Regions from separate parts of the Mus musculus genome. Here regions 1, 2, 4, 5 and 6 are each linked to region 3. The links are chromatin contacts, called in public Hi-C and HiChIP or PLAC-seq maps. All regions are on one chromosome and are shown on one strand. The core of a region is the stretch at or near the end of the contact, and the rest is flanking DNA. Distances in the headings are between cores, read along the strand shown. Region 1 has its middle 31 kb from the start of n-TMcat3. Region 2 has its middle 55 kb from the start of n-TMcat3. Region 3 holds the start of Khdrbs3 (KH domain containing, RNA binding, signal transduction associated 3). Region 4 has its middle 160 kb from the start of Gm25987. Region 5 has its middle 160 kb from the start of Mir30d. Region 6 has its middle 23 kb from the start of 4930504C09Rik.

Evidence for each region. A called contact is a pair of places that touch in the nucleus more often than the background predicts. HiChIP or PLAC-seq counts read pairs in DNA pulled down with a chosen protein or histone mark.
Region 1: a Hi-C map of liver shows a contact between it and region 3, with 2.7 times the contacts expected there. The contact joins the enhancer-like site here to the promoter of Khdrbs3 in region 3. A contact is called at or near these places in 5 of 39 promoter capture datasets (cranial neural crest, embryonic stem cells, hippocampal neurons and 2 more), 2 of 484 Hi-C or Micro-C datasets (liver and nephron progenitors), 3 of 115 datasets of contacts at active chromatin or transcription factors (fibro-adipogenic progenitors, neural tube and stem cell-derived neural progenitor cells) and 1 of 9 other capture datasets (embryonic stem cells).
Region 2: an H3K4me3 HiChIP or PLAC-seq map of neural progenitor cells shows a contact between it and region 3, with 14 times the contacts expected there. The contact joins the enhancer-like site here to the promoter of Khdrbs3 in region 3. A contact is called at or near these places in 13 of 39 promoter capture datasets (the C10 cell line, cranial neural crest, embryonic stem cells and 8 more), 3 of 484 Hi-C or Micro-C datasets (common lymphoid progenitors, liver and uterus), 5 of 115 datasets of contacts at active chromatin or transcription factors (fibro-adipogenic progenitors, microglia, neural progenitor cells and 1 more) and 2 of 9 other capture datasets (embryonic stem cells and pancreatic islet).
Region 4: a contact with region 3 is called in an H3K27ac HiChIP or PLAC-seq map of heart atrium, with 6 times the contacts expected there. The contact joins the enhancer-like site here to the promoter of Khdrbs3 in region 3. A contact is called at or near these places in 2 of 39 promoter capture datasets (the 3T3-L1 cell line and hippocampal neurons), 4 of 484 Hi-C or Micro-C datasets (cerebral cortex, forebrain and ventral hippocampal neurons) and 5 of 115 datasets of contacts at active chromatin or transcription factors (differentiating embryonic stem cells, embryonic forebrain, forebrain and 2 more).
Region 5: a contact with region 3 is called in a Hi-C map of forebrain, with 3 times the contacts expected there. The contact joins the enhancer-like site here to the promoter of Khdrbs3 in region 3. A contact is called at or near these places in 3 of 39 promoter capture datasets (cranial neural crest, hippocampal neurons and second pharyngeal arch cranial neural crest), 2 of 484 Hi-C or Micro-C datasets (forebrain and ventral hippocampal neurons) and 5 of 115 datasets of contacts at active chromatin or transcription factors (differentiating embryonic stem cells, embryonic forebrain, fibro-adipogenic progenitors and 2 more).
Region 6: a contact with region 3 is called in an H3K4me3 HiChIP or PLAC-seq map of forebrain, with 4 times the contacts expected there. The contact joins the enhancer-like site here to the promoter of Khdrbs3 in region 3. A contact is called at or near these places in 3 of 39 promoter capture datasets (the C10 cell line, the HPC-7 cell line and liver), 1 of 484 Hi-C or Micro-C datasets (olfactory sensory neurons), 2 of 115 datasets of contacts at active chromatin or transcription factors (embryonic forebrain and forebrain) and 3 of 9 other capture datasets (embryonic stem cells, liver and pancreatic islet).

The regions. Positions count from the first base shown.
Region 1 is chr15:69,363,463-69,368,461 of GRCm38.p6, forward strand. No RefSeq gene overlaps it. Among named protein-coding and RNA genes, the nearest start is that of n-TMcat3, 31 kb to the right of the region's middle. Within about 2 kb of position 2,144, at least 3 of the 459 cell types and tissues checked have an H3K27ac peak or open chromatin away from gene starts, as enhancers often do. A contact at or near this core is called in liver, where this site is marked.
Region 2 is chr15:69,339,672-69,344,703 of GRCm38.p6, forward strand. No RefSeq gene overlaps it. Among named protein-coding and RNA genes, the nearest start is that of n-TMcat3, 55 kb to the right of the region's middle. Within about 2 kb of position 3,305, at least 8 of the 459 cell types and tissues checked have an H3K27ac peak or open chromatin away from gene starts, as enhancers often do. A contact at or near this core is called in neural progenitor cells, where this site is marked.
Region 3 is chr15:68,925,757-68,930,445 of GRCm38.p6, forward strand. It overlaps Khdrbs3 (KH domain containing, RNA binding, signal transduction associated 3), which reads left to right and starts at 2,664. Exons shown (of 9, transcript NM_010158.2): 1 at 2,664-3,077. The coding sequence starts at 2,990.
Region 4 is chr15:68,509,277-68,514,234 of GRCm38.p6, forward strand. No RefSeq gene overlaps it. Among named protein-coding and RNA genes, the nearest start is that of Gm25987, 160 kb to the right of the region's middle. Within about 2 kb of position 3,390, at least 3 of the 459 cell types and tissues checked have an H3K27ac peak or open chromatin away from gene starts, as enhancers often do. A contact at or near this core is called in heart atrium, where this site is marked.
Region 5 is chr15:68,494,921-68,499,692 of GRCm38.p6, forward strand. No RefSeq gene overlaps it. Among named protein-coding and RNA genes, the nearest start is that of Mir30d, 160 kb to the left of the region's middle. Within about 2 kb of position 1,736, at least 12 of the 459 cell types and tissues checked have an H3K27ac peak or open chromatin away from gene starts, as enhancers often do. A contact at or near this core is called in forebrain and ventral hippocampal neurons, where this site is marked.
Region 6 is chr15:69,245,057-69,249,720 of GRCm38.p6, forward strand. No RefSeq gene overlaps it. Among named protein-coding and RNA genes, the nearest start is that of 4930504C09Rik, 23 kb to the right of the region's middle. Within about 2 kb of position 1,310, at least 30 of the 459 cell types and tissues checked have an H3K27ac peak or open chromatin away from gene starts, as enhancers often do. A contact at or near this core is called in forebrain, where this site is marked.

The sequences.
Region 1 (4,999 bases), core at 894-3,393, 440 kb after region 3:
GTTTGCATTGCTCTATTTCAGGCTATGCACTAAGTGCAGTTTTGAATTGCCTTTGTATGCTTTCTGCTACCAAAACAAAACAACAGATTGGGTAACATACAAAGAAAATAATTGCTGAGAAGTCCAAGAGCATGGTAGTAGCATATGGAGAGAGTTTTCATGTATGTTCCAGAAATATGAAGGGCAAGAAAAGCTAAATGCAAGATATCAAAGAGGGATGAACAGCCTTCCATAGCAAATCCATTCTTGCAATAACTACCTTATTCTTGTAATAGGAGATTTAGTGTTGTAATCAGGGTCTTCATGTACTGATTACCTGCTAGCATTCCTCATGCCACTGTAGTATTAGTGACTATGTTTCTAATACATAGACTTTAGAGGGGATATTCAAAGTGTCATTTATTCAAAGCATCATTTACTCATAGTGAGATGAATCTGGATTTATATAAAATTTTCTCTATCAATATGGAACAGTATGTGAAAAGGTTAGATAAGGACACTTGGAATGATCCAAGGTTGGACTGATATTTAGCTGTAATACAGCTTTCTTCTTTTCCATTTATATTTGTAGTCTATACAAACAGAATCTTTATTATAAAAAATGAGGTGCCGGTGGTTGTAGCTTTGATGAATTATAAAACGCATCTCCCATGTTCTTTTATTTCTTAAACACCTCTTCCAACCTCTCTATATTCACCATTGCACAGAATTGTTCCTATCCCAGCAGGGCTGGAAATTTACTTCTTCTTTATACATGTACCTGCATTTGGAGACTTAAGTACTTGTACTTAGTCCTGATGCACTGGTTTGAAAGATGAGTGCTGGGCTCCAGAGGAATAAGAAGAGGCAGCAGGGTGCTAGAGAGTCACTTACATGTGTGAGGACACTTGGCTGCATGAGGTTACCCAGCATTGACCCTGGGCAGTCTCACAGACATTCTAAACGTTTGCTGCTCCACAGTAAGTACTGGTTGATTATATGACATTATCTCTGAGGTCCCATTGAGACTCAACTTTCTTTGGCTCCAGGGAAGCAGAAGATGTTAGTTGTTTTTTTCCTCAAACTCCAACTTCATGTTCATATTGCTTACTGAACATAAAGTGCCCAAGGCTTACTAGTGTACCAGGTGCAGTTCTCCATCCTGTAAATAAGAAAGCAGCACCCAGACCTGCCTCTCACAATCCTTTTTACTTTTAATCTCATGATGTCTTACAAGATAGGCTACTATCTTTGTTCTCTTATTATGGATTCCTCCTCCAGCTTGGGATACAAGTACATTGACATTGGCATTTCATGAATATTTTTTTCTGGTGTTTCAGCATCTATCTCTTTTGATTGCAGAAGAGCTGGTATCTTCCTCTTGAGGTGACTGTGTGCTCTAAATTGCTGAACATTCTGAGTCTAACAAGCTTAATCCTGCATGTTGAAGACATGTGGTTAGGCAGAGAATGGGAAAGCACATGTATCCCATTGTCTAAATCTTTAGGGGCTGCCTTACAAAGACAGCCAGTCAACTAAATTCCAGATACAGCAGGCAGTCCTTTTTTTTTTTTCCCCTAATTTCTTCACTTTATATTCCAGTAACAGCAGCTCTCCCCAAATCCTCTTCACATTCAAATTCTTTCCTCCCCTTCTCCCATGAGAAAGGGGACTGGGTATCACTTTCCCTCCCCATGATATCAAGTTACTAAGGGATTAGAAGAATCCTCTCCAACTGAGGCCAGACAAGGTAGCCCAGTTAGGGGATGGGAATCCACAGGCAAGCAACAGATTCAGGCACAGGTCCTGGGCCTACATCCATCTTAATCTCTCTCTCTCTCTCCTTCTCTCTCTCCTTCTCTCTCTCTCCTTCTTCCCGCCCTCTCTCTCTTTGGTGGATCAGTCTCTAGGAGTCCACAGGAGTCCAGGTTCGTTGACTCTGTTGGTCTTCCTGTGGAGTCCTTGTCTGATTCAAGTCCTTCAATCCCCCAATGCTTCCACAAGACTCTCTGAGCTTCATCTAATGTTTGGCTGTGGGTCTCTGCATGCTTCCATTAGCTGCTGAGTGAAGTTACTCAGAGAACAGTTACACTAGGCTCCTGTCTGCAAGTATAACTGAGTATCATTAATAGTGTCAGATACTGGTTTTTGCCCATGGGATGGGTCTCAATACAGGTCAGTCATTGGTTGGCCATTCCCTCTGTCTCTGCTCTTTGATCCTTGCATGCCTTGTAAACAGGGCACATTTTGGGTCAAAGGTTTTGTGGGTAGATTGCTGTCTATATTCTTCTACTGAGAGTCCTGTCTGGCTACAGGAAGTGGCTATTTCAGAATCCATATCCCTCACTACTAGGAGTCTCAGCTAGATTTGCCCCCATAGACACCCTGGGGTCTCTCCCCAAGTCCCATGTCTCTGGCATGTTCTAGAGATAACCCCCTCCTATTGCTGATTTAAATTCTTTCTTCCCTGGTCTCCCTACACCTGATCTGCCTTACTCCATCCAGTTCCCCTCTCCATTCTTTCTTCCCCATTCCATACACCTGTGATATCTATTTTTATTTCTTCTTTTGAGAAATATTCAAGCATCACCACTTGGACCCTGCTTATTATTTAGGTTTTTTTTGGTGTGTGTGTGTGTGTGTGTGTGTGTGTGTGTGTGTGTGTGTGGTTTGTAGCATGGTTATCTTATACTTTATGGCTGGCTACTATCCACTTATAAGAGAGTACATATCATGTATGGCCTTTTGGGTCTATTATCTCACTCAGGATGATCTTTTCTAGTTCCATCCAGTTACCTGTAAAATTCATGACATTCTTTTTTTTTTTTTTTTTTTTTGAAGAAACGTTCAATGTCCTTAAACATCAGGGAAATGCAAATCAAAACTCCTTTGATATTCTACCTTACCCTACCAGAATGGCTAAGATCAAATACTCAAAGGGTAGCACATGCCGATGATGATGAGGAACAATGGAAACTTCCATTGCTGATGGGAATATGAAATTGTTCAACCCCTCTGGAAATCAATTTGGAGGTGTCTCAGAAAATTGGGAATAGTTCTACTTCTAGAAATAGCTATACCACTCCTGGGCATATACCCAAAAGATGCTCTACCATCCAACAAAGAAAACTTGCTCACCTATGTTCATAGCAGCTTTAGTTGTAATTGCCAGAACCTGGAGACAACCTAGATGCCCCTCAACTGAAGTATGGATGCAGAAACGTGATTCATTTACACAAGGGAATATTACTCAACTGCCAAAAACAAAGCAGTGTTCTTGGGTGGGATAGTAAAGGGCTCTGGGTCCTAAAGGACTTTGCTATATTATTAGCTCCCTAATTTCCGTTTTCACCCTACACCACTCTTCATATTCCTGCTGTCTCCACAGAGTTCCCTTTTGGAGTCCTGCTGCTCCTTCTTTCCCCCTTCCAATCTCCATGAATCTTTCTTGTCATCTTTATTACTTCCAATGGGCCTCTGACTACTTCGGAAAGGAATTTAATCTCTGTATCCTCTATCAGTCATGCATTTTAAGTGGGGCTGGACTTCATGGAGATATGTCCATTTGTGTTGAAGCCTATCCTCTGGCCAAGGAAATCTACAAAGCCCCATTTTAATTCTATTTACCATATATAATTTTGTTGTCTCTACTTAAAAGCAAAGAGGTTTAAATAATATTGTAAGTTCCCCTCTTGCATTTTCACTATGTATACATTTAAAACTGAATTAATTGATGTCTAAAATCTGCAGTAGCTTGCCGTAAGTTCTTCCATTAGCAATAACAGAACAGAATTGGAACCAATACAAACTTTTCAGAGGTGACTGGATGTTCTTTCTCTGTTATAACTCAGAGTGGAAAGTGAGATTCCATGATTGTTTTTGAGTAATCCAGAATGTTTTGCAGAGTTAAAGATAACATCTTAAAGGACAGCAAACAAAACCAGATGGAATTCTCTACCCACTACAGGATCATGAGCAGAAAGCAATGATACTTCTATGCTGATCAGTGTGTTCGTTAGGCTGGAGTTGAGATGCCACCTGGACTTCCAAGAATGGAGAAGATATGAGAGCAAGAAGTGTGCAGGAGGGTTCCCCTAGGGAAGCCTGAATAGACGGGTCTATGAAACTGCAGAGTATAAGACTTGGAGAAATTTATCTTCTGCTAATTTAGGAGAAAACTGATATAAAATCACAGTTACACAGCTATTTCTGATAGAACTAAGAAATCAGAATGGTGTCTAGGATTATGTAGGATTATCCTCACCAAATTATTTTTATTTATACAATCTGTATAGTAGCTATAAATATCCATATTTTCACAAATGTGGGAATGATATCTTACAGGAGTAAATTAAAACTAATACATTAGTATTCTCCTAAAATTAAAATTATATATTTTTCAAAAATTGAAAAGGGTGTGTGTGTTTGTGTGTGTGTAAGTGAGAGAGGGAGGAAAGGAGAGGGAGAGGGAGAGGGAGAGAGAGAGTAGATACAGGGAAGGGAAATCACATGCCACAGTGCAAGTATAGAGGTCAATGATGGAGTTCATTCTCTATCCACCTTTATGTGGGTCTCTAGGCTTGTAAGTCAAGCATCTTTACCTTCTAAGACATCTTGCCAGTTTTCATAATATATACTTATTTTTGCCTTCATCATATCTCTATAGATAGGCTTCTCATGCAATAGAAGTTTAGATTGGTTTTGGACACATTCTAGACTCTTGGCCTTCTCCATAGCTCTACTTAAAATCAATCAACTCAAAGTGTAAGAAAGAAGGCAGACTCTGCTCTTTCTGTTCACCTTGATCAGATTCTACTTGCTGGGTGGAAGGAAGATCAGCATGGTCATGAAGAAATGGGTGCTCATTCTTGCTCTTATTCTGAACTGGTGTATCAGATAATAATAACTGTCTTGTCTCTGGAGATTTTTGCAAACCAGAGCTACAGCTCTTTTCTTAGACCCCCCCCCCCAACATGGTAAAACAGAATGCCCCAGGCTGATTTAGTAGCTTACAAGGCCT
Region 2 (5,032 bases), core at 2,055-4,554, 410 kb after region 3:
GGCATACATTTCCACCCTCTCTACCTCCCATGTGCCCAGTTATTAGATAATACTGCAGGTCCCAAATTGCCAATTACCTCCTTCCAGCAGGCTCTGCCATACTTTCAGGTAGTTTGGAATAACTTCAGTACTCTGCATAGGATCTAACACTTACTACTGTGGCAATGTGTCATAACACTGGTATCCCACCAAAATAAACCAGGACTTTTAAATTAATATCCATTTTAAGGTCCTGCCTCCATCAATTTTGATTATAATGGTCTGATAAATACTTTGTGTCTCATCAAATTTAAAAACCTGAATTAATTATTTTTAAAATATATTATTTTTATTAATTTGATATATGCATACAATACATTTTGATTATATAATGCCTCTTTTTAACTCCTCCTAGATCCAACAGTCCTCCATCTCAACTTCTTTCCTGCTTTTGAAATAATATTCCAACTCCAATTTGAACTATCCATATTCTCAAGCGTGTGGGGCTTTTCATTCGAGCATGATCCAACCTTCAGTGGTCACACCCCTAAGAAAAACAGACTCTTCCTTTCCCAGTAGTCATCAGCTGCCAACAGCTCCTCAGTTCTTGACAGTGCTAGAAGTTTGACTGGCTTGATCCTGTGCAGATCTTATACAGGCAAACACAGATGCTAAGAGTTCGTGGGTGCAATGGTCATGTCATGTCCTGACTTCTGCCTCTTCTTCCATGATGGTGCCTTAGTGTCAGGGAATGTGAGTGCTCTACAGGTGCTCACTCATTCGCTATACTGTGACCAGTTGTGAGTTGCTTTGAACCACTCTCAATTGGGCAAAGAAACTTAGCTTTTGAGGTCTGAGAGCTGTTATCTTCCATGAGTATGGCGTAAGAAATCAGAGGGTAGTTTGAGATTCCTACTTACTTCTAAAGTTTGGAGTTTGGATCCATTGCTGCTTTACTGTAGCAAGTTTCATATATATTCACGTTCCCACTTATTCATAGCCTTTGTAAGTCTACAAGTTCTGCCACTGTAGCATTGAAATGCCATGATTATCTTAGATTTCTTAACATTGGCATATGGAGGTATCCAAGAAATATTTGTTGACAGTGTGATAAACATTAAAAGGGTCACACTTCTCTGATATCTCAATGAAGTTACCATGGAATTTTCACATTGAAGTTGTTGAGAGTGCTTTTGGGTTCCATATTACATTTGATAGAGAAACACATCTCTCAATTGCTTCTGAATTTTCAGCATAGCTTAATCAAACAAAGGACCCCATAAAAGTTCTTTTGGTAGAAGTTGCTTTATTTTCCTTATCTGAATTCTATTCTTTTGATTTCCCTCTACAGAGATAAACAGCTCATACATATAAAGCCGAAAGTTGTGGAACCGTGCACGCCATACATCAGTGGGTTTGCAATGAAAATATTGTGGTTTTGTCCTGGGTCTATTATTCACTAAAGACATTAGAATTGGGAGGATAGTTTTAAATGGGTAGCTGTCATGAAACTGCAATGTATGATTTATCTTAATTAGGAGTTTCTATTGCTGTGATGAAACATCATGACCAAAGCCAACTAGGGGAGGAAAAGGTTCATTCATCTTTCATTTCTAGATTACAGTTCATCATTAAAGAAAGTCAGGAACGTAGGCAGAGCAGGAATCGAGAGGGAGCAGCTGATACAGAGGTCATGGAGGAATGCTGTTTATTGGCTTGCTCTCCATTGTTTGCTCGGCCTGCTATTTTTTAAAAAAACCAGGACCACTAGTCAAAGGATGGCCTCATCCACAATAGTTGGACTCTCCCCTGTCGATCACTAATTACAGCCTGACATTATTGAGGCACTTTCTTTCTTCCTTCCTTTCTTTCTTCCTTTCTTTCTTCCTTCCTTCTTTCTTTCCTTCCTTCCTTTCTTTCCTTTTTTTCTTTTTTCTTTTTATTTTGGTTTTTGAATTTTTTGGGGACAGGGCTTCTCTGTATAGCTCTGGTTGTCCTGGAACTCACTCTGCAGACCAGACTGGCCTCAAACCCAGAAATCCACCTGCCTCTGCCTCTCAAGTGCTGGGATTAAAGGCATGTGCCACCACTATCTGGTGAGGCAGTTTCTTAATTGAGGTTCTTTCTTATGAGATGACTTTATCTGTGTCAAGTTGAAATAAATCTATCCAGCACTGGCTCTTTTAGCCAATGTCATCTTATATCCCCAGTAGTAAGCAAATAAGTAGAAAGAGATAATCATTTTAGGACATTAGAAAAGAACATTGAACAAGAATTCCAGCTCTCTTTGTATATTATGTATGCTTATGAACCATATGAAGTAACTGCCACTCTCCAAGCCTCAGGTTCTTTAACTACAAAACATTAATGATCCTCTTCTGTCCTATGCCTTCTGTAAGGGAATTGAGAAAGATAATAGCATGAGATGGTAAAATACATTGTCTCGTCTCTGAATCTAGACTGTGTTAGTGCTCAGCTTCTCTAGTAACTACTTGTGGCCTCAACAATTGACATGACTTTTTGTATCTCTGTTCTCTCATTGAGACATAAAAGAAATAGCAATGCCTAGAGTAGCAGATTCCTGTAGGACTTAAAGGTGTTTATTTTAGGGAATTTCTTAATTCGGAGACAGCATGGAGTAACTTGACCAAAATAAGTTATTATTTGCTGTTATTGCTATTCAATTAAATGAGTATTTCATTTGAATTATTATTATTACTAATATGTCACAATTTTAGACTATAGACTATACAGTAGCTGACTTTGTCAGCTACCAACTAACAAACACAAGGGTTTTGAATTGTTGCTGATTAGAATAGGTACATTCAACACAATAAAATTGGCCCAGCAGTTATTTGAAATCTTTAACAATTCACCATCATTTTCCATAAACAGTGTTATCTTGGGATTAGGAGACCCTTACTGTTCCCCCTTACTTCTCTGCTGTTATTTACTGAAAGACATTAACTATGACTTATTTTTTCAGAACCTCATTGGCAAATTGCTACATCTTTTCTCCTTATACAGAAGGGCTCATGCCTGAGTTACAGGAAGAGGCCAAACAAATATTTAATAAATTCTAGGTACATCCCCTGCACAAGGTATGTGCTCCAAAAAATTTGTGTAAACAAAGTACCACATAAGAATAATCTATATTATTCTCTTAGACTCTGACTTCTGAAGAAGCCATTGTACTCATGCAGTAGAGGCAGCTGTGGTTTTTTGAATAGCTGGAAAATTTGGCCAAAGGAAGCCACAGCAGGGAGCTGGAATGAGCAAGCCATGAATGAACAGAAGTGTGAATAAGCTATTCAGTGGTGAGGGCTTTTCGACAGCAGACTATCTGGACTGATGTGTTAGCTTCCTAATGGCTCTGGCTTCTACTGTGGTTTTCATAGGCCAACTGGAATACCTAGCAAAGAGTGGGTTTCTGGATTACAGCAGACAGTGTTTTCAACATTTAATTGACAAAGGTGAATAAGATGGTTTTAGGATCGTTGACACAGGTGTGACCAGTGTAAATTCAGATTATTTAGATCATCCTTTCATTATACAAAGTAGTGGGTGGATGGACTACCAACCAAAAACTTATCCTGGCAGGTCAGTTGGCTAACAAAAATCATGCTATGCCTCTAATTCCTTTGTTCATATGCAATTCACAGAACACATGGTATATTCCTGGTCTGGGTCTGGATGTTAGGTAGAGAAAGGTGAGCAATGAGTCTCTGCTTCTTGAGAGGTGTCAAAAGCAAGCAGGTGAGAATACATGCTCTTAATTATCTTCATTACCTGGAATTATATTTACATCATACTTGTCCTCAAAATGTTTGCTTGCTTGTAATATTGGACATCCATCCTTACAAGAATTGTGTGTGTGTTTTTAGGGCACTAGAAAATGCTTCTCCTTCTCATCAGGATTTCCCATTACATGGCTTGTTGACACAGATAGTTATCCCTGTATAAATTGGTTCAAATAGCTCATTTTTAGTTAAAGCAGTGGTTCTTAACCTGTGGGTTGCAATCCCATTGGGGGGGGAGGAGTCACATATCGACTATCTTACATATCAGATATTTACATTAAGCTTTATAAACGGTAGCAAAATTATAGTTTCAAAGTAGTAACAAAATGTTATGGCTGGGGGCCGCCGCAGCATGAGGAAAGGTATTAAAGCGACACAGCATTGGGACGATTCAGAACCAGTGAGTTAAAGGAAGCTCTAGTAAGGCTTAGGAGGTCTGAAGGTGTGATCAGGCTGTTCCTTCATTGTAGAGTCATACTTCAACTGCGTTACATCATCGGTTAGGTCACTGTGTCCCTGTTGCTAGCATTTCTAGATTATAAGAACCATGGCTTTTCTCGAGTAATCGCTGTAGGATTTTTGTGTTTATAGTGCTCGTGTTACCAGCCCAGACTTCTGTCCTATATTGCCTTTGCATACCCTATTCTTACTCAGACTTTCATAAGGCTCTTCTCCTCCTGTCTCTGCTGTCTGCTTCTTGTTGAAACATATTATAGAGACTTACTGTAAGACATGAAGGCATTGATTTTGGCAATGTTCTAAGTATACAACTAACATGGAATAAAGATATGAAAATATTAGATGCTATTATTGCTAGCCAAAATATTAGGTACTATTATTGCTATTCAATTAAATTAGTATTACATTTAAGTTAAGTAAAGCATTGCTACTATTAATATGCTTATATTTATAGACTGTGGGGGTAAAGTGGGGTTTGCCAGCTGCCAAGTATTATGCACAGAAGGGTTCAGTAATTCAATGAAAATAAAGTTATACTATCTGGAAGGCTGTCTGATGATAGTAAAGGAAAAGAGAGAGAAAGGATGGGAAAATCCAGGGGAATGAAAACTTTGTCATGGAAATCAGAGTTGATGGATCAAACAGTAGTATGTGAGAATTCACTATTCAGATAACATATAAATGAGAGCAGGATCACGAGATAAATGCATTTTTAAGGAAGAAACAATATATGCTGTATACCAGAGAAAACAAGAAAGAGAAAAAGCCATCCTACTATGGAATGACATTGGTAA
Region 3 (4,689 bases), core at 1,414-3,913:
ATGGAGTGTGGACAGGAGATGTAAAGCCTTGTGTAAAGCCAACAGTGCCCTTGTGCCCTTGTCCAGAGGTGCCATTGGAGAAGACATCTTTTGCTTCTAAATCCAGAGCAGTCTCAGTCCACAGGAAGTGCTTGGCCAGAGCAGGGTATTCTAGAGAGATCTCTGGCCTAGAATCCCAAAGGCTTGAATTTATATCACTGCCGGCTGATGTCTGCAGGGGAGCTATTACTTTCTCCAAGACCCATCACCCATGGGATGGTAACTTCATGAAGAACAGCAGAGTAGCCAGCAAAACATGGAGGTGGTGCCCTGCCCTGGATCTTATGGTCCAGCCAGACTGGTGGGTGGGGACGATTTTCTGAGCCTCTTACAGGAACATCAGTCTTCTCCCCTAGAGGACCCAGCATGAGCACTCACAGGGCTGGGCACCTGCCCACTTGGAGAGTTCTGTGAGGAGGAGGGTCCAGAGCAGGCGCGTTAGCATCTCTGTTGTAGGCCTCATGGTACACAGTCCTCCTCCCCAGCTGCTGGCGGGACATCTCTGCCAAAAGCACCACTGGAGGAGGGACAGAGATCTAATCAGGCTCAGATCACTACCCGGGAAAGGGTTAGGTGTGGGAAGGGTTCAGACTAGGAGGGCCTGGAATCTCAGCTTGCCAGTGGTGGCACAGTTGGCAAAGTATAAAATTCCTCAGCCTTGGAGATTTCTTGATGAGTAAATGGTGATAAACTGAATCTTTCCTGCAGGTATCAAGAGGACGATGTATAAAGCTGCCAGAGCAGCTTGGCACTTAGTAAATGCTCATAATAAAGATAATTAGTAAATGCTTAATAAAGATAATTAGTAACTGCTTAATAAAGATACTCATCAGTGAAAGTTTAGACTACTACCGAGGCAGAAAATGGAAGACACGGGGCAGGGAGCGCTGTTTCACCAGGCACTCTGCCTGCCTCTTCTCCTCAGTAGTGTTTGTCAGAGGATCCCTGGAATTCAAGTCTAGGGAGACTAGAGCAAGAGGCATGTGCTTCTATTTAGATGTAAAGGGAGAAAAACCTTCCCTTAAGAACTCCCCAACTGCCTCACATCTGGCCCCCCAAGAACTATGTTATGTCAGGGACTGCTGACATAACATAGTTCTTGGGGGGCCAGATGTGAGGCTCAGACTTGGGCCACACTGCATGGCCAGACCGGCATGGGGCTCAGGGTCAGAAGCAGGATCTACCCTTATGAGCTTGCTCTGCTGGGGTTGTGCTCTGTCTTCAGCATCAAGGAGCACACAGATGGTGTTGCCTGCTGCCTTTCGAAGCTTCTGCCTCAGAAAGCAGCCATGCGAGGGAGACTGCCACAGAACAGTCTGGCTTTCATTTTGTGCCTGGTGATTGTGAAATAGTACATCCTTATGAGGTTCCTAAGAAATAATCTTTTCTCATCTCCATAGGATAGATGAAGAGACTGAGGCACAAATGACCTAAGTTTGCTAAAAGGTCAGAACTAGTTAACCACTGTATTTTACTGCCACTTGCCAGTTCTGACTAAAGAGAGACAAGGGGGAGGTTGTTGTCGGGGACGCTACAGTAGTACCTAACCTGCAACCAAGTCCACACAAGGCTGGAAAAGGGATCAGGTGCTTGGGGGATTCCTTCAGCACACTGTTCTGGCGCTCTCTCCACATCCGTCCCTGACAACAGGTGTTAGAGACCTCTCCCTCAGACAAAATTTGCTGTTCCCCAAGATAGCCCTAGGCTAGTGAAAGCGGAGTTGTAGTTCTGTGAAGGGCTTTAGAGTACAGGGAGAGGAAAAAAACGAAGCAATTAAGGTTTTTCTAGGGAAGTCTTGAGCACTGTCAAGGGACTCTGGTTATCGAGGTTGGGGTTATGATATCCTCTGAACAGGGACTCAGGAGTCCTTGGTCTAGTGTGAGACATTTATTCCACACACCTCAGAGGATCTAAAAGGAGCCTAGGAGAGCATTTGCTGGGGTCTGGTTGCCTGTCGGAGGGCGACAGAAGACATCACCACCATGCGTGGTGTGGTAGGTTCCCTACTGGAGACAGTTTAGAGAGACTCATTCATCCACGTCCAGACACCACCATATAAGGAGAAGGGCAACACGGAGCAAGTCTCGGAAGACAAAGACAGTCTGAAGGGCAGGCGCTTTTATGTAACCGACTTCTGCGCCAAGGGTCTCAGGAGGCTGGCGTTTTAAGTCCTGCCCGGCGGTATTTTCGTACAAATAGCAGCGGACAGCAAAGCGACCTAAGTTGGGCAAGTTCGTGGTGCTTTGGCAAACCAGGAGTCTGGTCGCACTGCCTGTTCCCAGAGCCTGGCAGTATGAACCTGGGCTCCAAAGGCTCTGCCCTTGTCCCTTCTGGCTAGGACGGGTGACCTTGGACGCGCCACTTGACCCATGAGCCTCAGTTTCCCAGACTGCACATACAAGGCAATGCTGGACAGCTTACAGACGCTCATCGGGGAGCCCTGGATGGAGACCCCTGATCTAGGGACCGGAAGCGCCCCTACAATGTCCCCGCTGCGGGCCCGCGCAGTCCCAGTGCCCCCACGAGGCGGCGCGCGCCGGGCGGTCAGCATAGCGCGCAGGCGCGGCGGGCGGGGCGGGGAGGGCGCGGGGCACTGCGCGGCGGCTCAGAGCGCGCGGGGTGGCGCGCGGGGCGGGTCGTGGCAGAGCAAGGCATCGTCGCAGCCGGCGAGCAAGACTGGCCAGCGCTCCTCGGCTTTCCAGCCCGCTCTCTTCGCTCATCCCGCCGCCTTGCAGCCCGCGGCCCGCAGCGCGGTGATCTGGGGCTCCACGGGGCCGGGCTGAGCGGCCGCCGCCCGCCCCGAGCCGCCGCCGCCGCCCGGCCGCCCGCCCGGCTTAGCCGCCGAGGCGCCTGGCGGGGTCCGCGCCGCCGGGGGCGGGCGGCTCGGGCTGCGGGGCGGCTGGCGCGCGCGCGCCGCGGGGCGGAGAAGCGGGCCCGGCGGCCGGCGAGCATGGAGGAGAAGTACCTGCCGGAGCTGATGGCGGAGAAGGACTCTCTGGACCCCTCCTTCACGCACGCCCTGCGCTTGGTGAACCGAGGTGAGCTCGGCGGCCGTTAACGGCACCCGCGTAGCCGGCTCCGGAGAGGAGGGAGGAGGCCCGACATCAGCAAGGGACTGGAGTCTCTTCCTTGGGGACCCTGGTGGACCCAGGGGAAACTTCTGGGAGGAGGACAGAGAGCGTGTAGGAGCCTGTGTCTGGACTGGTCCTGGATGAGTCCACCAGAGAGAAAGAGAGTGGGACGCCCTGGGACCTGGGGTGTTTGGGGTATCTAAGGAGCTGCAAGAAAGCGCATCAGGGATAAGGATGGGCTTGGGCGAATCTGCTGCGCAGGAGGTGAAGGGAACAGGTGCTTGGTTTGTTAGTGAAGTTTGGGGACCTTGGAAGAGGTTTAGGGTCAGATCCTCCAAGCACGATAGAGGGGAGGACTCCAGCGGCCCCGAGGGAGGAGCCCAGCTTCTCTCCCACGGTTTTTCTGTGTGTGCCTAGGCGGCCGCCGGCTGGGCAGTTTGCTGTTCCTGGGGGCGGGCACTCATGCCAGCCTGGCAGGCAGGCGGCCCTTGAAGGTCTCAGTTTGGTAGAGGAGGCCCGCCAGAGAGCCAGTTCTTGCTCGCTCTTTTCTCTTCTTGAGACAAGCTGGTCGGGTGACCCTCATTGGTGTCAGGCTTAGGGTTGAACACATTGCCAAACGATCCACCCGCCTGTGCCATTTTTCACACTCCTCCAACCAGCGCGGGTGGTAAAAGGAACCGGGAAGTGCCAAGGACAGGGACACTGGGGTTTATGGAGGCACGCCTACCCAGGACAGTATTCTTCAGGTTTACTTCTCCTCTGGCTTCCTGAATCATCTGTTGGGATGGAAGGTAAATGAAGCCTGCCTTTACCGGATCTATCTGCGACACCCGGGTCCAGCATGGTTCATGTTTCAGAGGAAGATGGTCTGGGAACCTCTGGTTCTTTTTTTTTTTTTTTTTCACCCCTCTCCTTTTCCATACTTCTTTTTAAGGGATATGACAGAAACATTATCTGGTCAGATCTGTAACCATTTTTATGAATCACTTTGTCTAGTGGATCCTATTGGGGGTATGCTGTTCACAGCGCTGGTCCTGACTCTTATTGTTGGGAGAGAAAGATGAGGCAGACATATTCTATTTGTGTGTAGACACCTATGTTTTAGAACCACGACCTCTGTTACTTGCCTATTGTAGACAGTTGTCAGGATTAGGCTGTTGTCCTCCTGTGGGGGTGGTGTGGAGAGAATTACTTTCTCCAAGAAGTGAAGCTTCTTTGAACAGAAATATGCTTGCCAGCCTCTCCCGTTAATGGTTAGTGGCATGCTTATTTTGATTTCTTTAATATACCGGAGCTTGTGAAAAAAGTCATGGGCGTTGTTCAGTCTTAAATTAGTGGAAAGGAATTTTAAGTTTTGCTGCCCGGTCCTTCTGAGCAGTCTTGTAGTTAGGTCCCTGCAGTTAGGTTTGTACTACCCACTCCCGATCTTTATGTCTAGCTTTGGCTTCTTGCTGGGCTCTCATCTCTGTAAGAAATTTCTTTGTACAACGTGTGAGATCAGCGGATTAGAAATGGTCAGAACCAAGTACGTTTTTTCCGGGTGAAGAGACCAAGTCAAACTTGGGTCGGACTCCCAAGT
Region 4 (4,958 bases), core at 2,140-4,639, 420 kb before region 3:
GCATGGCAATTGTGGATGCTCTGCGTGTGGCAGGGGATAAGACACTTGCTGTGTTATGAAGATGCCACATTTGTGTCCCAATAAAGGCATTACTGACAAGTTTCTATAAAGGAGACTAAATCTCTGTATAATAAAAAGGAAACTAAATCTAAGCAAAAGAAATGACTTTACACATCTCCCATGGTTTCTGTCTTGCCAAGTACTATCCTAACTTTATGTTATCTTTTCCAAATCACACTAGCAAAACCATGAAAGGTTTATACTATCATTGTCTCTGTGTCTTTGAGGAAATTGGCTTGGGGAGGCCAACTGTGTGACCCAGAGTCATTTGCTTTGGGTGGCGGATCCTTATAGTCTTATCTCCTTAGCACCTGTCCCTTCTTCCTGTATGACCCTCTAACTTTTGCATGGATCTTGTCTGTCTTCCCTGTCCCTGTTATAGATGATGTCTGTGGGACTGAACACTCGTATATAGTTCATATGTGTCTAGGTCTCACAACATAGAGCAGTGCCATGGTGATTGGTTCAAAGATGTGACAAATACAAGCCAAGGAAGGCATCAGGATACGGCTGGCATGCTAGAAGAGGGTGGACATTGCTCTTAAACTTTCAGTAGTGATTTATTTTATTTTTAGGTAGGTAGTTGTGTGTGTGTGTGTGTGTGTGTGTGTGTGTGTGTGTGTGAGAGAGAGAGAGAGAGAGAGAGAGAGAGAGAGAGAGAGAGACAGAGAGAGAAACAGAGACAGAGAGAGACAGAGACAGAGGGAAAGAGAGAGACAGAGATATAGAGACAGAAAGAGACAGAGAGAGACAGAGACAGAGATAGAGAGACAGAGACAGAGATAGAGAGATAGAGAGAGGCAGAGAGACTGTCTGTGTGTTTTGATATGTGCATGCCAGAAAAAATTCATTGGATCCTTTGGAGCTGGAGTTACATGTCACCGTGAGCTACCCATGTCACCAAATATATTAGGAATGGAGTCCTCTGTAAGAGCAGTATGTGCTCTTAACCACTGAGCTATCACCCCAGACCCTTCTCTTAGCAACTTTTATATTCCAGGTTAAGAGAACTTACTGAAAGAAGACTATAACTTACAGGTAGTTTGGTTGAATATCCAAGGTTACCAGACCTATTTAAAAAACTGTTTTCTGTCTCCTCTTACTGACCTCTTATTTCTCATGCATGGCTTTCATCTACTGACGATGAGCTATGAAGCAACAATTATGTTATGTTCTCCATGCTCCTCTTGATCCACGTCTCTCTAATCTGTCCTTGGTTTTGCAGGGTGTGATTACTAAACACAAGAACATTGCTTATAATCAAATTTCTGCATGAGCTCCTCATCTTTCAATTCTTGCTGGCATCTAAACCAAGAATCCATAGAACACTGCCTTCAGTTTGGGTACAGTTCTCCTCTCTGCTTAGTTAGCATGCTTATCACCTTGGTAACCTTCAGGAGGGCACTTCTCTCTTCCCTGAATACCATATTAAATATGGCCCATAATCCCCATTGCTTCTGTTGGTGGCTGTTCTTGAATTTTAAGGGTTGACATTTTTTGTCTCATGGAATTTTGTGAAGCTGCCATCTCCCTTCTCAGCTCTGAATTGCCTAGCAAGGCAAGGAACCCCTCTACCTTCCATTAAGTCTCTTCTCAGGATCTCCAGGTCCTCTGAGTCACAGACCATCCTGGCTAAGTCTTAGATTTGAGAAGGCTAAGGGCTACTTTCATAAAAAGTATGGAAGGTAGATACCCATACTAACACTAACACATCAATCAGGATTCTTTCTGGAATAAATATGCAGGCTGACTTAAAGATAAACAAATGTCCAACTACTATGGTTTAAATGTATGATGTCCCCCATAAGATCATTAATAAAATGCTAGTCACAAGACTAGGGATCTATTTTTGGTGGTTCTGGAAACATAGGCAGTAGAGCTGAGGTGGAGGCAGTAGTTCACAAGAACTAGGACCTTGGAGACTGGAGATGTATTATTTAGTAGTGCCTCCTGTCTTGAGCCCTGCATCCTAGATGGTCACAAAGGGCACATCTCTCCTCCACTGCATGTTCTTGACACAATAATGTCCTGTCCAAATTTATGGGGCAAGAGAAATAGTGAGGCAAAAGAAATCCTGCCCGAGTTCTTTCTGTCAAGTGACTTGTCAGAGAGATGACAAAAGGAACTAATTGATAACATAAAATCATGTCAAAAATTTAAGATGGCATCAAAACAAACTCTAAAACCCAAGCCTAAAGCAACATATAGAAAAGAATAACTACTACTAAAAGAAATTTCATTATTTAGAAAAGAATGAAAAGGAGAAGGATAGTGAGACATGAGGGAATACACTCAAAGGGCATAATATACTTGCATAAAAATGACCTTGTGTAGCTCTGTATAATAATAATAACCAACAATGGCCATAAAGAGCCGCTACTCTTTTCTCATTAGTCTGCTCTGGATTGACAAAGGAATGTCTCTGAGTTTGGGGCTTCTGACTCTCCCATGATATCTGTCAAGCTACCCTCCTGGAAAGACTTAGACATCTAGCTATTTCTGAGCTATGTGGAACACCTTTGAAAGGGCCACATGAGTAGATGATGGGAAAGGAACTTGGTACTTGCTCCTCCTGGTCCCCTCCTTTCATTGGTCACAAGTTACCTGGCAGGAAGAGTTAATATTCTCATCTTCCTTGCTCATCATAAACTGCCACAATAATAGTCTGTAGCCTGAAGCCTGGTGGGCCTATGTGTGAAGCCAGTGAGGGTAAGGAAGCCATGTTTCTAGTGCTGTAGTGATCACAGGTTCTGCATATAATTGGAAGCCATGGTGCAAGACATTGGGCCAGGTGTTGCTGGGTCATGCTAAGTCACATAGGAAACACTATGAGGGAGTCTAATGTGCCTTTAAGGACTCCATTGAACAGAAATACATAAGCTTGGTATGGCAAGAAGAATTGGTATAAGTTATAGGCAATAAATGACTTTTCAGTTTACTTGCTTTATGACTTTGACTACAATTCTAAGCCTCTCTGTGCACTGGATTTCTCATGAATGAAACAAGAGTGATCACTAGGTGTGCCCTTGCAGAATTTCTAGTTAAGCTCTCCTGAGCTTTATGTAGGTATAAAACTTATCTCTCTTAGTACTTTCTCTGTCCCTTGTTTTGCATATCTTTGGAGTAAAGTAAGCTAGAGATTCAGGCTAACCAGGAAAGAGTTAACAAAGGGTAATGGCCATCCAAGGTCATGGGCAGTTTTCCTTCTGCTGGAATTGTAATAGTCCAGGTTAAATATAGCCATGGAAGACTTCCATCTAATGCTGGTCAACTGCAAATATTTAGCACATCCTGGAGTGGAAGAAAATTGTCACCAATCACCAGCCGTCACCAGCAGCAACTCTAAAGAAAGCTGAGGGCAAAATTCAGTGGTGTCAACATTCTCCGTTGGCACCTGTAATGACCAAGGCTTGCCTGGAGCTCCAGCTGACTGTGTGTTTAAAGGTGACTGTTTATGAGGCTGGTGGGTCTTTCAGAGTCTTTCATCCTTTGATTTTTCGCTAAACTAGGATTCCAGAGAAAATTTTGGGTAAGCAATTATTTAAAGCAACATACACACACACACAACAAAACGAAACAAAACCCTAAAGTCATTGTCTGAATATAAAGTACTCACCCCTCACCAGCCACACATTTTTATATGTATCTCTCTTGCCTTCACAACACCTTATGAAGTGAGCTCTAATTTGTCCTCATTTTAGATAAGGCTCTTGAAGGTCACAGAGATTGAAATCCCAGCTAACATTGACACACTCAGATTACAGAATACAAGCTTTTGATCATGTTTTGAGTCTATGTTTGGCTCTAATCTTGGAAGAGGGAGAGGAAACATTGTACGATCCGGAGGGTATGGAGATATCTAGCAAAATGTTTTCTTGTGGATATGATCTGACCACTGTACCCATGATCTCAGTACAGTTGTGGATCTCTATGCAAGACCTACACGAGATTTATTCCAATATGGGGGAGGAGCTATCAAGTCCCACTTCCCTCTGGGAGATTATTGGCTTTTTTTGTTTGCTTGCTTCTGTTTTGTTTTATTTTGTTGTTGTTGCTGGGCAAAGAGATACCGTTTTCTTCATTGGTGTAGACAAGTATGGGTTTCTCATGCTTCAGTAAATAACCTTCGCCTCACATTTGTGCAAGCAATTCTAATTAAACTCAGTAGGTCACATGCAGGAAGGAGACACGAAAGAAGGTGGGAGACTGGCTAAGAAGTAGAAGGATCTCAACAGGAGAGAGCGGAGGATGAGGAGAGTAAGGGGTAAAAAGGACTAAAATTCATTATTTACAAGTATGGAATTGTTAAAGAACAAAAAGGGGGGACCCCCCCCTTGACTCTGAGACAATTTATCAATGGAATATTATGCCTGTGATGTAGGCTGCTAAGCTCTTGGGAGCAAAGGAGGGAGTGATTAGGCTTTAGCCAACAAGGTTCTTGGCAAACAGAGATATCTGGCCACTCAAGAAGCACAGGTAAGTCCACAGAAAGCCAGAGGAGTCAGACTTGATCTTTTTTTCTCCTTTTCATACATCATCTGGAGTTAGACATAGGTCATCATGATCTGCCTCTTACCCAAATTGTGATTGTCATATATGTGAAGAATGGATGTAAACTGTAAAGCATTGTGATAGTGATATTTATTAGCCTTAATGACATACTGAGCACAGTCACAGCACTTTCTCATATGTTATCTCATTTAATCTTTGTGACAATAAACCACCTGTTATTCTTACCTCATTTTTCAGATAATGAAACCAAGGCCAGGACAAAATAAGTGGGTAAAGGGGGTAGTAGCACCAGTCTAAGCACAGGATTTTCTGTGAGAATATGTGGTGTGTAGACTGTATAATTGTTCCTTGTTGCCTGAGGCCGTCGGGGCTTACTATAAAGCAGA
Region 5 (4,772 bases), core at 486-2,985, 430 kb before region 3:
CTACAAAATGAAAGGATTGAACAGAGGAATTTAGGCCTCCCCACATCTTGGATTTTATGATTTAACTATCATACAAAAGTGAAAAAAGTTAATATTAATTACAAGCCTAAACATTATCTTTCTTCTGCTTTAAAGGGGATCAGAGAGCAGGGTGTGACAGCACATATCCCTATTCCCAAGATCTGAAAGGCTGAGTCAGAAGGAATCTCAGTTTTGACGCCCCTCAGTTATGGAATGAAACCATATTTCAACAAATAGCAACAAACCAGTCAATTAAAATAATTAGTGTGAGTATAAGGGAACTAAATTTTGATACAGTGCATTCATTTTTTCTCTGGGAGAGTTCATTTGTGTAGGACAAACATTTGACCCCGACGAAAATCCTCTCCTTGTTCTACACTCTCACTTTAGGTTTAGAAAATAGTTCTGACAAATTATTATTGATGAGGCTAAGCCTGGGGTTTCTGGAACAAAAGACCAACTCGAGGTATAAGCACTCAGCCTACAGGAGACAAAGAGGCGGTGCTCTAAAGAGAATTCTAGCACATCCTCTGATTTTCAAAATTAGCCATGAGATCTTCTCTTTTCTCTTTTTCCTGGGGAGATTATTACAGGGGTAGCAATGAATAGTCCTCAGAAACTTCCCTTTTCTTCCTTTTCCCTTTGTTTTGATGGTAAAAAAATAGCAATGCTGGGCACAGGCACTTTAGATATCCCAGTTTGGGGGCACCCTCTGAAACACCATAGTTAGGGGGTCAATCAAGTTTACTCCGACTCTCTGCACCAGAGCTGATCAAGGTCGCCCTTGTTCACCCAAGGTCACAGAGTTCCAGAACAGCTTGTCTGATGGTTTTATGGTCCATGATGAACAGATGCCTGATGTTTCCTTTGATCTTCCTCATGGGCAGTTCCAACATAAGTGATTTGGATTGCCTAGTGGTCAAGGTCGTTACACTCACCAGTCCCTTGCTTTGCTAGAGTGTTGGTGACTCAGCAGCTTGCTTTTGGTCCATGGCTACCTTTGAGCACTGCATACTTACTCTTTTAGTTTTTGTATCCACTTCTATTTTGGGAGGGATTTGGTGTTTCTTCTTTACTTCAACATCTTTATGCAAATGTATCTGTCTTTGGAAAAAAAAAACAGCCTTTTCCCTCTATTTAAAAAATGTAGTACATTACTTGTGGTAGAAATGACCAAGAATTATTTTAAATTATAATATGGATATTATTAGATACATACAATATATGTACCACCTTCCAACTTGTTTTTCCTATGAATATGTGTGTGTGTGTATATATACATATATATATGTATATATATATGTATACACACACACACACACATATATAAAAACTACATATATAACTATACACAATCTCTTGTTGTATTTGTTTTCTGGGTTTTTACTTAACTTGTGAGCATCTCTCGGGTTATTTTTCTGAAAGGACTTAGATTGCTGCAACTGGGTGGATAGGTCTGCATCATTTAGCACATCTATTTATCATGCTCATAGTTTTTGATTTTTCATGGACGATGCTGCCATAGATGCTTTTGGACAATTATTTGGATTCACATCTCTGACTTTTTGAGCTGGCAGAAGTCATAAAGACTTAGCATGTGGGAATGAAAGTGGCATTTACTCAGAACCAAATCCTGGCAGCTCCTTGTCTCTGCTCTCTCCCTTATGCTCGGCTCTTGGGAAAAGTCCCAAGCTATTTGGCAAAGTACTTAAAGCCTTGCACAATGTGGTCCTTTCCAAGATATCTGGATTCCTCCTCCTCCTCCTCAGCATCCTCATATCTCTCTGGGAGCAGCTCCTTGCCCTGTGCTTTTTCACACTTTCCTACTTCAGCTCACTGACTCCCAGGCTCCAAGCATTCAGATAGCACCTTCACAATTTTGTCCCTTTTATTGGACACCTGCACCACTATTCAGTGCATGTTTATTTTTAAAAATCTTACTTCAAAAGAAAATTTTAATTTAGCAACAATAGGTGTGAGAGGATATAGGTCTGATTTTTTTTTTGTGTATGTGTGCGTGAGTATGCAAGTGTGTATGTGTGTGCATGTCTGCTTTTTAAGTCACATGAAAAACATTAATAAGTATTAACATAAAAAAATAAAACTTGAACATGTTTCTTCTACCATGTACAATGATCTGCTGTGGCCAAACTTCCTGTGTGAAGGAATTCTACATTTGCCCCTCTTTCCACAAAGACTAGCTCCCCTTATCTTTTTGATTCTGAAATGGCTTCCTGATGATGCCCTCAGTTGTTTTCTTGGGGGATCTCATTGCCCTGTGGTACCCCTGCTGAGGTCCTGAAGATCCAGAGAACAGCTTTCAGCATGGTCAGGAGCACATGCAGGGTGGGGGCTATGTCAAAGGATGTGTCTTATTGGAAGCAGTCCTGAGCTGAGTTTAGAAAATATGTATTCATTATGAAAGAAGGCAGTAAATACATGACGAACACAAGTAGCAATGTAACAGGAGTGTGGTGCAAGCCATATCAGTGACTACATTAAAACACTCATATAGAAAGCAGAGACAGTGAGGCTAGTTACAAAACGAAACAGAATCTAACCCTGTGATGTCTTGAGAAGAGCCTCTTCAGATGCAAAGCACAGGATGAAAGTTAAACAGTGGAAAGATGCACCATCCGACAGTCATCACAAGAGAGGTGGAGTGGCTCTAATAGCATCAGGCAAAATAAAAAAACCTAAATTAATGTGTGCGGAGTTTAAATGAAAAGCTGTAATGTGTCAATTTGCAATCTCAGGCTGAGAGGAAGGAATAGGATGGAGGCAATGCTTGAGAGGACAATGGCTGAGAATTCCCCTGTACTGACAAAGGAAATGTGTCTCGAGACATGGGGGATCTCAAGCAAGAGAAAATAACATAACCACAGCTAAGGCAAAGCTTAATAAAAGCAGAATGCCAAAGTTAGAGAAAAGATTAAAAAGGCACAGGGGAGAAATGAACACAGTTCACAAAAAAAAAAAATAGCATTTACTCCAAAGGCCACATTTCTCAGTAGCAACAACACAGTGTAGAGACCCATGGCAGCAAGCCCCTCTAGGACAGTACATGGAATCTATTTCAAGAAAATGACTGATCTTGAACCACTGTTCAAGAAAGAGTGTGTTTCAAGCATCACAACCAAAGAGTTTTCTAAAAAAGATTTCCTCATTTTGTATATGTGAGTACTGTCTTTAGACATATCAGGAGAAGGCATCAGATCACATTAAAGATGGTTGTAAGCCACCCTCTAGGTGCTGGGAATAGAACTCATGAGCTCTGGAAGAGCAGCTAGTGCTCTTGACTGCTGAGCCATCTCTCCCTCCCAGAGGAGGACATTTTCATAGAGATGAAACTTAGGGAATGCCCCAATGACCCATATTGCACCAAAAGTTCTTGAATTGTGAGATGGTAAGTATGTCCTGTGAATATGTTTGACCTACTACGGCAGAATGTAAGAGGATGTTAGTATTGTGTATAGCCTCCAAGCCAGGACATGGAAATGTTAATTTGAATTAAAAATTTTAAAAAATGTAAATGATCAAAGAAAAAGACAAAAAAAAGATACAAAGCGACAAGGTCAATGGGCACAAAGTACCATGATAGAGTCAAATACAAATGTATAAGCTAGTGGGGTGGATATAACTGGAAAAATACTAAAGAACAAAGATGGTAATGCATGACTTAAAAGTCCACTGCTCCTGTATTCATGTACACCTCAAACATAAAGCAATGGGAAGAATGAAAGAAAAATGCCCCGAGTTATATTCCTGGAAATTTCTAACAAAATCTGCCCTGCTATTTAATAGTAGACACAATATAAGGTGAAAACTAGTTAGACATGAAGGGTTTCCCTTTACAAAGGAATAACTTTCTATTCCTATGGATATAGATAGAGCCAATTAAACTTTTATGCATCTAATTATACAGCCTCAATATATTCAAACCAAGATTGACAGAACTGGAAGGAAAAGATAATTCCAGCATCACAGGAGATTTTTTTAAAAACATTTTTCTCTCAATAATTAATAACATAAATAACCAAATAATCAGGAAGGCCAAAGGAGATTTGGACAGTTCAATTATTCATCTTCATCTCAAAGAGAGACCTAGAGAATTTCACCCAACCATTGTGAAGTTATCACTTTTTAATCATACAAGGAACACGTGTGAAATTGACCACATATTGAACCACAAAACAAGATTGGCATTCTGATACTGGACAGCCTGAAGACCATGTACTCCAGTTTCAATGAGACTACGTAGAGATTACCAATAGCCAAACTAACCAAACCTTACATGTTCAAAAAGTCTGCTCTTCCAGAGGCCCTGGGTTCAATTCTCAGCACCCACATGGTGGCTCACAACCATTTGTAATGCGATCAGATGCCCTCTTCTGTGTATTTCAAGAGAGTAATAGTGTACTCCACATACATAAAGTATATAAATAAATAAATAACTCAACATCTCATTTTAATACAGTGTAAGAGTCAAAGGAGGAGTATTTAGGGTGAGATGAAAATATTCAACCAATCATATGGGGGATACATCCAAATGTTTCCTTAGAGGGAGAAATTTTAGCTTAAAATGTTTGTATTAGTAAACTACAAATGCTGAAATTTAGCAGAGATTTATATTGAAGAAGTCAGAGAAGGAATCAGATACACCAGACAGATAAATAGAGTGGAGTATTAATGACAGAAACATAAGCTGAATGACAGAGAGCAAACCCAGAGTCACATCGACAAACCCAAAT
Region 6 (4,664 bases), core at 60-2,559, 320 kb after region 3:
CTGGGAGATCAGCTCTCTCTGGGTGGGATTTCCACAGTATCTCTTATACAGTTTTTTTTTCTATATTTTCCACTTGAAATTTAGTTGCATATATAAAACCAAACAGAGTAGAGGCTGGGGTAGACTTCAGTTTCAGAATGTAAAGAGAGGCAATAATCAATGCTTTGGCTCATGCAGGGAGAAAGGACAGGGTTGCTGATTTACTGAGAAAATGAAGAAGACTGTGTTTGTGTCGAATAAGTGAGAGAAAGACCTGTTGGAAATCAGGGAAAACATGTGGAAATAAAAGGTCTTGACAAACCTGCTAAGGGCCTTGTTTCAGTTAAGGTATGATGAAATCATTTGCTGACTATACTGTTGCCTGCTAGGTGGGATCCTCATCCCTGAGGTGTCTAAGTTACATGAAGCTATGTGCAGATCCCTGACAAAAAGATATTTAAGTGAGGATGCTTTTGTTTTCGGTGATGGAACCATCAAACATGGTCATATGGCAGGATGGTGGGAACAGATTATGGCTGTGATGGCAGCAATGTGGGTCTGAGCACAGGAAGCAGAGAAAGGGCTGTTGTGTTGTCCTTTGTTTGTTTGTTTTTTCCTTTTTTCCCCTTTGATTCAGCCCAAGACTCCAGCCCATGTAAGGGTGCAACCTTGTTCAGAGAAGAATTCCACTTGTCAGTTAATCTTCCCAATAAATATCCTCAGAGATACACCCAACAAGTCCCTCACTAATAACCTAGGTTTTTCTCAACCCAGTGAAGTTGACAGTTCAAGTTACCACTCCACTGGGGTAATGACAGATGAAGATTATGTGGCTCCTGGGCTTGGAGTAGACAGTTCTCCTGGGGTTCAAAAGACAAGAAACTGAAAAGTTGGCTGTGATTATTTTGAACACCATGAGAAAGGAAAGTCTGAATAGCTGGATATCACAATAGTGGTCACACCATGGTTCTGTGATACATCTAGAGATATATTCACCCCTTTGCAGACTGAGAAGTCAGGCCTTATCTGACTTTTAGCTTGAGCTGGCTCTCTGATACAAGATGGTAGACAAAATGCCAGCAGCAATGGCCACATTCCAACCTGTTCTCTCTCTCTCTCTCTCTCTCTCTCTCTCTCTCTCTCTCTCTCTCTCTCTCTCTGTCTCTGTCTTCTCACCATAGAGATACAAAATAACCTCTTAATTTGCCCTATCTGTCAGGAAAGAGGGAAGAGGGTGGTATCTCTGGCAAATTTCTATGTCCTGCAGTGCCCAGGCCTTAGTGTCTTTTTTCTCTTCCATCTCCCTTTGCCCCTGACATGCTGCCAGGCAGTTGCTTAGCAACTTCTCCAGCAAGACTGCGCATCCTGGCATAAATTGCTGTTATGCACGAGAGAGATTTCTCTCTCCCCTCTTTCCTGCATTTTAAGCAAAGAGACATCCTAAAATAGGGCAATTTCCCCCTTTGTCTCCTCCCCAACCCAACAACCTCTTTTTTTTTTGACAGACAACTTCTGTGTAAATGTTGAAATCTGTGTTGTCTGTCAGCAGCAGTCAATCTGAAAACTTTACTGAAGAGAACATATATTTAGTAACAAGTGACAAAGACAGGAAGATATTGAGATGTCAATTATTCTAGTGAGTTAGTACAAAAGCGGGGCATTTAAATCAAATACTGCAGGGAGTGAGAAGGCAAAAGAACTGGGCTTGGTGTATAGAGCCTTGTGTTTTAAACAGTGTGGGGCTATGTTTTGTTTAACTCCATCTGTTGCCAAGGATGTCCACAGTGTCAGCCTAACCTCAAGAGTATGTGTGAGAGTATTCATGCTGCTTAATTGATGCAGACTCTGGATTACTGCAGGATATGTAAGCAGAGATGTTTCATTTGAGTCTCAGCTTGGTGGATTTTCATATTTGGATGTGGAAATGGATGTTCCATTTGCTAAATTTTGGAGCAGCTCTGAATGAGTTATTAGATAGCTTAAACCTCAGCCTAACACTTGAAGACCTTCAGAATGTACTCTTATGCACCTGTTCTTCCTCCATCATAGTCTAGAGACTCAGTGTCTGTTTCTGTCTTCACTCTCCCTGCCTTCATCATAGTATAAGGCCTTGCCTTCTTCCACTTTGCTTCTACATGCTCAGCCCTGGATAGACCTTGCTTATTGAACTTATCTAGTGTTCTCTCTAAAATGTTTGGCAGTAGCTCTCAACTTGAAATTTGGACTCTGGTGGATATTGGAAATGCCCACAGTATCTTTGGTTTTCACAACTGAGATGAGAGTGTTGCTGAGACCCAAGGAATCAAGACCAGAATTTTGCCAAACATGATGTGCCTAGTTCACATCTTTATAGCAGAATATGATGTAGCCTCAATTGTCAACAGCAATGAGAATGTGAATCCTATTCTGCAGTCTTTGCCTGGGGGTAGAGAACCCAACCTGCTGAGTTACCTTTGTACCCTGTTGGCCAGCAGATCATTCTTTACTGAGTAAATGCCTGAATAAGACATGACTATACAACATGTTTAAGCCAATATTTCCTTTTCTACTTATTGAAACCAAACACTCTGCCAACAGTTCAGTTGATACATGTTGATGGTTTTTTTTTTCCCTGAAGAAGATGTCCATTCACCTCAGATAGGGCAGATGGTGACGGACCAAAGAAACAGTTCCACACAAGAATCACATAGTGAACTAATGAATTGCTAAACCTGCTTCCAAAGGCATGGATAAGGGATTGCTTACAGTATTACAGGTTTCTCAAAACAGATATATCACTGGAAAACTCTATTCTGGCATGGGCACTGACTTCATGGATTCCATCCTTCAGTTAATCTTTTAACTCTTTGTATAGTTCAACACTTTACCTGGTCACATGAAATTGGGAGAAAAGATTAATGACCAGAAATCTGGGTGAGGGTCTTGTGATTCTTACCATTATTTTAATAGCTTCCTTACATTGTTTTCTCTTTTTCCTCTGCTTCCTCCTCCTTCTGAGATTTATTTATTTTTATGTCTGCAGGTACTCTACCTGCATCTATAACTGCATGCTAGAAGAGGACATCAGATCACATTATAGATGGCTGTTAGCCACTGTATGGTTGCTGAGAGCTTAACTCAGGACCACTGGGAGAGCAGTCAGTGCCCTTAATCAGTGATCCATCTCTCCAGCATCCTGTTTTCTTCTTTTTATGAGGAACACAGGCCAAAGTTATTTGCAGGAAAAAAAGATATGGCCTTGTTGACAAAGTCATGCGAGATTTGTTCTGGATACCAGGTAGGAATAGAATTTATTAGTGAGATGATGCAATATTAATTGACTAGGCAAAAAGGTCTAATGGTTTTTTGTTTGTTTGTTTTTTTTTTTTTTTTTTTTTAGGTTTAGCTGATCTAATGTCTGTTAAGTTCTTTTTTGCATCTCTTAGGTAAGCCACCTGATTACACTGGCCTCTTATACCTGTTCTCCACTCTCTCTGATGATAAATGATCTCAAGATTGGTGATTCCTTATGCCATGACCTCAGGAGGAACACAACAGCCCATGAGTCAAAATACCCTCATATCTTGATCAGTAGGTGGAATTGTGTCATGAATATGCCAGATAGAGAATGACATACTTTTGTCCTTACACAGTGTCATAGCTATTGAATGGAAACAAATTCACAAACTTTGTTGGTTTTGTTGAGTCGAATTTTCCAAGTAGTCCTAATTTCCCTTGACAGCAGGCTGGGATGGACACAAGTTCTCTTATTCATCTTAATTACTAATATTAACTCTTGCATCACATATTACATTTTGCCTAGCAAATACATGTATACATATGTGTGTGCTAAAGAGTGAAAGGGTTAAAGAGGCTTAAGTGGAGGGCAAACAGAAAGGAATTGGAAGGGACAGAAACCTATGGGAGTTAGAGAATGAACCCTGCAGGAGATCTGATGAAGTTATCCTTGCAGAGTCAGGCTTCAGCATCAGGCTTGAACTGGACCTCCATGCTAAGTTGACCTGAAGAACTGCGCTCCAAGACAGCAAAGGCTGCAAAGAGAAAACTGGAGGATGGAATCCAGACCGATGAATGGGTGGAAGGGTGGAAAGTGTATCCAGATAGATGGATGAGTGGCAGTTCTAGGCAGTCACATCAGAATTGGGAACTACAGTTGAAGCCTCTGGGGCAGTCAGAGTTTCTGACTTTCAGTGGTTGATACACACATCACATAGTCAGATGGCAGAGGGCTAGGGTGTGGTTTTCACTATTACTGTATCAGGAATTCTCTTCTTTATGGGGTCCAGGTGAGGGTGTTCCATCTTTCACTCAGTCTGGTACATTTTACAACTTCTATGGCCTGATTTTCTTCCTAGAATTCTAATATGCCCATAAGCTTATATGCTTCAAATTTAGTTTGATAAATTTATAGGTTGGTGCTTCTTTTTTTTTAATCTTTAGGAATAAGTTGTTTACCAGTCTATACCTTGTGAATGGTGCTGTCTGTCTTCCATCAACATGCAGGTTCATCATATCTCTGTGTTTGCTTTCAAAGTGGAATCTCTTAAGGCAAGGATCAGCTTGAAAAATGACCATTTTACACAATATGGAAAAATTGAGAGCACAGCACAGAATGACCTCAACAAACTGTGTCCCCCAAAGAATATATGTGCATGACCTAACTCTCAGGACCTGTAACTTAAGTA